Regions from separate parts of the Columba livia genome. Here region 1 is linked to region 2. Evidence: chromatin contacts called from public Hi-C data. All regions are on one chromosome and are shown on one strand. The core of a region is the stretch at or near the end of the contact, and the rest is flanking DNA. Distances in the headings are between cores, read along the strand shown.

Region 1 (3,897 bases), core at 798-3,297, 110 kb after region 2:
TGCTGGGTTTGGGTAGCATTGTGCTGATGGAGGAGCAGAAACATTATGTATGCTCAAGATCTTTTTGCAGACTTCACCCTGACAGCCTCAGGGGATGGTGTGTGGCCATAATGCATTTAAATCAGCCTGCTGGATAAGTAAGCCCCAGGTCATGGACCCTGTAGCCCTGACTCAGGGCAAGAGATAGGAAACAAAAAAAAAAAAAAAAAGGAAAATAAACCTGAAAAATCAAAGCAAAAAAAACCCCAACAAAACAAACCCCATGACACAGGCCTCAATGGCAACATTCAATTTCAAGCTAGTCATGCTTTACATGTCAAGGCATGGTCAGATTCCCTTACCTTCCATCTGTCAGTCATCCAGAACTGAATACCACAAACAAATCACATTTGATCATTATTTCCTCAGTAGTACCTTGAGGCTTCACTACAGGACAAGAACTAGACAGAGCTGGATATTATGTGCACAAAATACACCCTCCTCTCACCCATAATCACAGTGAAACTTCCAGTCTATTCTCCCCCTTGACCCACATTTTTGTAGCAGGTGCTTTTAAACGAAGGAAGGAAAATGAGAAGCAGCTGTTTGATGGCTACAGAAGGGCCTGGGATGGCAGCAGCAGCCCCAGCTGAGAAGGATTAATAGGCAGTGTGCACATGAGGAGGTCAGAGGTGGCAAATAAATGCAGTTTATCAGAGAGTCATGGAAATAAAGGAGTGAATCACGTTGCTCTTATCACCATAGATGAGGTATAAATAGAGTTAATCAGCACTGAATGAAAGCATATTAACTCAAGGAGAATTATTCATGCACTGCAGGTGTTTTCCCAGTCCCTGTCCATAGAAGTAATGAGTGAGAGCAGTAATTGGTGTCCAGCCCATCTCTAGCCAGCAGCTATTGCCCCTTCTGGACTGAATTAATCTTCCAAATTGCTATGCTGCTTTACAACACATATTTCAACATAATGATCTTTTACTTATTATTATTTTTGGTAGCTAGTGAGTTATCGAGATTGATAGCATCCTTTGCAAGAGAAATAAAGAACTCGAGGGGAACTGATAATTCATTGAACTTTTGAACTACCTCCAAGTCACCTCTCTGGGAATTGAAAATTATGATGTATTATTTATCCAGCACTGGCTGTGCCTCTCGCAGTGTGGTAGGAAGCTTCAGGAGAGTAATAACAACATGGGCCCTGTATGCTTTCCCAAACACTCGCTGGGGAGAGCCTGCTAGTAATTTGCCTTTCATTAAGGGCTATATTTTCCCTTTGGTGCCATTTTTTAAAACAGCGATTTCTATGTGTCAGGTTACCCGTGCAGCCTCGAGAGTTTCTTTCACTCTGTTGAGCAGAGCTGCAGCCTCCCTGCTACTTTCGTGGCCCTCACAGGGACGTGCACAGGTCCTGATGACCCCCTGTTCTCTGGGCCTGAGACCACATCTCCCACAGCCATCAGTAACACAGGGACAGATGCCCAAATAAGTGAATTGTAGCTCCTCGGGGTCCAGTTCTCTCTCTGAAAGGTGTTGTGGTGTGGATTCAGCAAAGTGCTCAAACGAAGGTTTAACACAAGCATGTGCTCGCCTTCCTTATTAGCTTTGAGCTCAAGGGATCATCCCTGGGCAAGTCCAAACCCCGTTTAGTTCCCAGCAAAATGAAAACGTGAAGACTTCAGTGGGTGCTGAGAAAGCACTTCTTGCCTTTACCAGCAATGCTGAGTTTTCTCACACTGAGCTCCTCATCCTCCATTCATCAGGGGGAAGATGCTCAAGGGCTGCGTATGGGACCATACCCAACCCATTGGCCCCTGCACTGGGAATAGGGCCATGGCAGTGGGGCTGAGACAGCGCTGTTGAGACAGGTTTCTCTGAAGACCTGAAGCAGTGCAGCAGGAGGAAGAAGGACAAGCAGGAGAAGCGTCCACCTTGCCACTTGCATCAAGTTTAGCCTTTGACAGAAAAGACTACATGCTAAATTTACTCCATGGGTATTCAGAGGGATGTCAACGAGCCTGCCTGCAGCTTTTATCTCAATTATGTGTACGTATGTTATTAACCCTTTGGGGGCCAACCCCCAGCTGCGCAGGCCGTGCATGGCGCGATGTGCGTGGGGCCGGCGGGGCGGGCGCTGGCCCTGGTCGCTCCCGCGGACCCGCAGTCGGACCCGCAGCTGCCGGGCGGGGGCCGGGGGCTCCGAGGGCCGCGGCAGCAGCCACCTTTCCTTTACTCCTGGCTCCCTCTCGTGGGCCTCCCCAAAAAGCGCAACTTCGGCGGCCTCGCAGCGCCTGCACGGCGGCCGCGCCGGGGATCCCCCCGCTCCGGGGACCCCCCGCCCCGGGCAGCCCTCTCCGTCTCTTAGCCGTCATTCAGCCCGCGGAGTGGGTAGGAAACGAAACTGCCGTTTGGGCCGTGGTACTCGGCCAGGCACATCGTTCTCCTTGTAAGGTAAAAATTTGAGTTTTCCAGGGTGTGTCCAGCTGCACAGCTATGCTAATGACTTCAGTTGTGGGGAGTTGGCCATTTAATGCTAGTACATTCATGCCTTACCACCAGTTTTAGGGACAGATGTGCTTTCTCGCAAGCAAAAAGACCATCCATAGTTGTTACTCCTCTTTCCTCTCCTTTTCCTGCACTCCCACAAGCTAAAGCCTGTAGTAGCTGCATCCCTGTCAGTATCATTGCGTTTTCCTCCCCTGCTGCTTCCCTCTGTCTCATGGGGTTGGGCCTGCCTGTCTCTGTAGCATCCTCCATCTACCCACAACCTATCTTAAATCTTCACCTAAGTCTTCAGCTTACAGTACTTTCAGAGAGCTGTTGCCTTCCTCCTTGTTCCCAGTCTGTCTGCCAGCTCCTCTGCCCCCTCTCGACACACTTCACCCTGCATCTCACCTCCTTCATTAACCATGGTCCTGCGCCTGTTTGGCAGCCCTTTCACCCCTCTTCCTTCTCTCTCAGTATCTCCCACACTGTTGGCAAGGCACTGTCAGGACTGCTATCCGCTTCTGTCACCTGACCCCTTCCTTTCATCCCTGTGACCCTAAATCACCTGCAGGTGTGCTTATCCTCCTTCACTCCTTCCTTTTATTCTTTCCCCTCTTACATTCTCATGTTTTGGTCCCAGCTGTATCTCTTGTTCCATCTGTAACTCATTCTGAGATGCAAATGAAGAGTGACAAGCCACGTTACTGAAAGCTGCACCAGGGGACACAGAGCTGACATGAGGCTCAGGATGTGTCTGCAGCTGCGGAGCTGTGAATTAGGGTCTGCTGCTTTGCTGCAAGAACCAGGGTAGGTAACTGAGCCTTCCTGTGCCTGCCTTTCCCTCCATCTGTCCTCTGTATTTCAAGCCTAAGCTACTGATTGCAGGACAATTCCTTATTCTCTTGCGGGAAGGTGTCGGATTCAAAGAGGTTCTATTTTCTGTGTGAATCTAAGGCCTGATAACCATGCAAATAGTAATAGCAGTGTATAGAGCTTGTAAAAAAACCTTTGACAAATGGGTATCTTTTAAGTGAAGTGATACTTACTAGACTTTTACACATTAAACACCCATGAGCCTGCAGCTGCCACTAGGACAATTTATTTCAATTCCAATTCATTTTCCACTTGTGAGATACTCCATAAGACTTAGTGTCAGTATGTGAAAAAGGAGTTAGAAAGTGTTTCGGTGTAGAACAGCCATTGGGCTATTCAACATGCTTGATGTGCTTTATTCAGAAACATAAATCATTGAGTACTGAAAATTTATGGATAAAAACACAATTTGGTGATGCTTCTGCCTTGCCCTTCTACCCCAGTAGGTTTCTTTGGGTTTCCTGGTGCCTTTAGCAGGGAGGAATATGCCCTGTAGCAGTTGCATCTTCCATGCCCCAGATCCACCCAAAAGCTCCTTTGCCT
Region 2 (3,941 bases), core at 230-2,729:
ACTAAACATCAGAGATGCTGAAATCTCTGTAAACTTACCATTTCGCTTGGTAACAACGTATGTTTTTACTTCCCATTTTTCTAGATAGATTTCCAGCCTTGTCAGAATGATACCTCTTCCTGAGTCTCACTGGGTTGTTGTCGCTTTCTGATGCGGATATGACAACTTCGGGTCATGCTGCTGCTTCGGCCCTGCTCAAGCCCTAACCTGCCACTGCTGGGAGGTGGCCTGGGGGTCAGCGGTCCCCAGCGTGTGGCTGACCTAGCCCCTTCTGCTCTAGCCCCTTCCATCCAAACCCATAGCAATCTCCTCACTCCAAATCATCATGGTTACAGCACAAGAAGCTGTAGGATGCTATAAAGGTTCTAATCGCTCATCCTGCCTCAGAGCTCGGCTCTCCGGCATGCTGAGAATAGGTATCTCGAGGGCCTAGCAAGCCCCTGTGTGAGCTGCAGGGGAAGCTGCAGGAGATTTCAGATTTCAACAGAAGTGCTCCTCTAAGTGCTCCTGCACTTGATCAGCTCCTGCCCTGCTACAGAGAGACTAGCTCCACTCTGCCTGCCCCGATGGCTGGCCTGGGTGCTTGTGAAGGGGGCAGAGGGAGAGGTTTTGCCTTCCTTTCTCTCCCTTGCAGAGGACTTTCACCACATCCGTTATTGTGGCCTGCTCATGGGGATGATGTTTGTTGCAGAGGATGGAAAATGCTGCATTTCCCCATGGCAGGCTCAAAGCAGCTCAGCAATCAGCTTAAATCATTAGAAACAGCTATTGTCTGAGGTCACCCAGGAAATGCCTGTCTCAGGCCCATCCCAGTCACAGGAGCCAGAGACTGAAATATGATTGCTGGGAATGGGCACATTGGAACTCTGGAAATACATCTCAGCCTTCCCTGATCTGAGTTTGGCCAGATTTTCATTCTCTTGTGCATAATTATTTCACAGGCTGTAAACAGCAGGGACTGTGCCTTCCCTTGGGTTTGCTGAGCTGCTGGCACAGTGGGGCTCAGACCCTGCATCACGCCTCTCAGAGAGATATTCAATCATTCCTTGCCTTGCCCAGGAGCTCACCCCATCACAGCCATACAGAGAGTTGAAGGAATAGGAGGGCACCCCATTTTCCAGAGATTTCAGTAGGAAGGGGCTTGAGTCCCTATCTCACACCAGCATCTGGGCTCTGTGGCAGGAGCAGAGGAGCAGCAGCAATTGAAGGGGTGAGCAGTGTGGTGGAGGGGGACAGGGTAGGAGAACCATAAGATATGAGCCCATGGTCAAGGAAAGGGAAGAGACACTGACCGGATCAATCTTCTCTGCCACCTCAGCTGGCTGGAGCACTGTTCTGAACGCCCGCGCTGCTCGAGAGGCTCCCTCTGGGCATGGCACTGCTCTCCAGACTCCTCTGCCCTCTGGAAAAGGGTGGTCAAAGTAGAAAAAAGAGACGTGTCCCCACCTGCCCAAGACCTTGGGCAGCTTTGCCTGTTTGCTCTCCAGGAGAGATTCCAGCACTGTTTCACTTTCAGTATGCTGGGGCATTTAAAAGAAGAGAAGGGGGAGGAGAAATGCTGCACAAGCTGTGGTTATTCAAGGTTAATTATTTACCCTAGAGATGAAGATGGAGGTGAGACCAGGAGCTCCACAATGGGGTGAGTTGCTGGGCTGACCTGACCCAGGACAGTGAGGGGGAGGAAGATTTTGGCACCTGGTCCTGCTCTGGTGGGGCAAAGCCCCATGGTGTCTGGGTTGTGGGGATTCAAAAGTAGCCTCAGAGCTGCTGCATGGGAATGGCTGCATTTCACCCCGTTCTGCCCCATTTCTGGAGGTCACAGCTGGCTCAGTCTCAGTAATGATTGACAGGCATGGGTGAGTGATGGGGACGGCTGTATCCTGCATTTATACATTTATATATTCACCTCAGCACTCCTTACTTTGCCCTGGAGGTACTAATTTCCATGGAGACACTAGCCCTGGATCCTTCCGTTCCAAGAGCATTTGAGTACATCAGAGGCAATTTAAAGCAAAGGAGCAAAAATATGCAAGAGTCTGGAAGGTTTATACTGCATTAAACACAGTCACTTGGCTTCTCGTTGAGTGGTATAAGTGATTTAACCCTGGGGAGCTTGCCAGGCTGTCTGCCTGGGCAAAGCAGGCAGTCCCAGGTGGCTGAGACCCTGGTGTAAAGCAAGAGGGGTAAATCAGGAGTTGATACTGTGCACTTCTTTGCTTTAGGAAACTGGAAGCACATCACCTGCCAGTGTGACAGGGGAGATCAAGGGGTTCAGTGAGGGACTGATGGAATAAAGTCCTGTGGCATTTGGACTTGGTGCTGCTCAGAGAACAGAGGGGTTCGTAAATTCCCTACAGCTGGAAGAGGCTGTGCATCCTGGTGATGGAAAGTATGTGGGCTGGGAATAATGATGATAAACTAAACAGGGAAGAGCAGTAGCAGACTGATGGCACTGGGCGAAGAGCATCACTTTGGGATGCCCCATGGTCTGGGGGGAGTCCTGCCTGAAGCCTCCCACACACCAGTGCTGAGCTTTTCATGCTTGCACTTTTCAAAGCCATGTTTAAGCCAGAGACTGCCCTGCCATGCTGGGGAAAATTGCAACAGGTAACACTTCCGCTGCTCTGGCAGGGTGACAAAGGGACAAAGGGAGAGAGTTGTTTACTCAGCCACATGCTGAGGTATGGAAAGCCCCTTTGGACACAAAGTCCAGCTAAACCTCTTTCCATCCTGAATGGTAGTTGCCTCCTCTGCCAGGCATTTACAGGGTGTCGGTTTGTACAGGCTGGCTTGCTAAGGCTGGGGTGCAGCCAGAATAGGCAGCAGGTCCGACACGGATGGGACCTGATCTGCACCTCCCTGGGAGCTGTCAGCTATCCCAAAACTCAGCTATCACCAGGGCCTGCTTGGACGCTAATAAACACAACCCCGGGGGAGCCCTGCACTCCAGTTTAGGTCACCTCTCTCCCCACAGCTCTCTCCAGTTTTCTCTCCTAGCACCAGCTCTCAAGGAGCATGCTTGCTCCTGAAAATGCCACTAGGGCAATCCTGATTCCAGGAATCTGGACTCAGAATATCATTACTATGTTGTGCAGTTGTTTGCAGTTTTCCTTCAATTTTGCTAGAAGTTCATAATTCCCAACCTAGCTGTGAGTGTTAATTTTCTTTAAAAAGGAAACCTAAGGGTCTCCTCACTCCAGGAGGGGGCTTCCAAGAAAATAAAACACTGGTTGTGGCAAAGTTCAATAAACTGGTGAAGCTGGGTGCTCCTATAATACATCTACTTCCTACTTCCTACTCTCCAGCCCCTGCAAAGAAAAGTCTTCAAGAAGTCCTGGTCGCTCACATGCCACCACTAACAGCCCTGCATATGGGTGTGTGTTTTCCCAGCAACACCACAATGAAGCTGGTGAGTGTTCAGAGAACTTTGCACTAAGAAGCTAGTGGTCCTTAGTGCTGTGAGAACCACGTGGACACTACCCTGGCCCCAGTGAGCCATAGGGCACCCAAGCCAGCCCTGTCAGACACCACAGGCCCATGATGCTCCTCCATCCCTCCCAGCCAGCAGGAAGGCACAACCTTCTCATTCTAAATTCACAACCGTGCTCTTAGTTTGAAGTCGATGAGCAAACTGGAGATAAAAGCCAATCCCTGCAGTAGGTGGCCTCCAACTGTTTTTGCCCAGCAGTGTTTTGGATTGTCTCCTGCTCAGCCTTTGCTAATCCACCCACTGATGCAACGACAGCCACACAGCATCCTGGCTGCGCCCTATGGTTGTTCATGTGGTGCTCTGTATGGTCGCTCAGCCCTGCCATCAATGGGAACGCTTGTTCCTGAAAAGATCTGGCCATCTGGAGGAAGCATCGTGAATTTACCTTCCAACCAGCAGCACCAGCTTAACTGTCTTTTGGGTCTCTGGGCACAATCATGAGAACAGATTA

The links. Hi-C and Micro-C count contacts between places; a contact is called where the count stands out from the background.
Region 1: a Hi-C map of liver shows a contact between it and region 2, with 2.6 times the contacts expected there. The contact joins the enhancer-like site here to the promoter of EXOC3L4 in region 2. A contact is called at or near these places in 2 of 2 Hi-C or Micro-C datasets (crop and liver).

What each region holds. Positions count from the first base shown.
Region 1 is chr5:11,637,639-11,641,535 of bColLiv1.pat.W.v2, forward strand. No RefSeq gene overlaps it. Among named protein-coding and RNA genes, the nearest start is that of LBHD2, 21 kb to the left of the region's middle. Within about 2 kb of position 2,048, at least 1 of the 3 cell types and tissues checked has an H3K27ac peak away from gene starts, as active enhancers do.
Region 2 is chr5:11,532,836-11,536,776 of bColLiv1.pat.W.v2, forward strand. EXOC3L4 (exocyst complex component 3 like 4) reads right to left here and starts at 1,480. Exons shown (of 11, transcript XM_013368217.3): 1 at 1,293-1,480.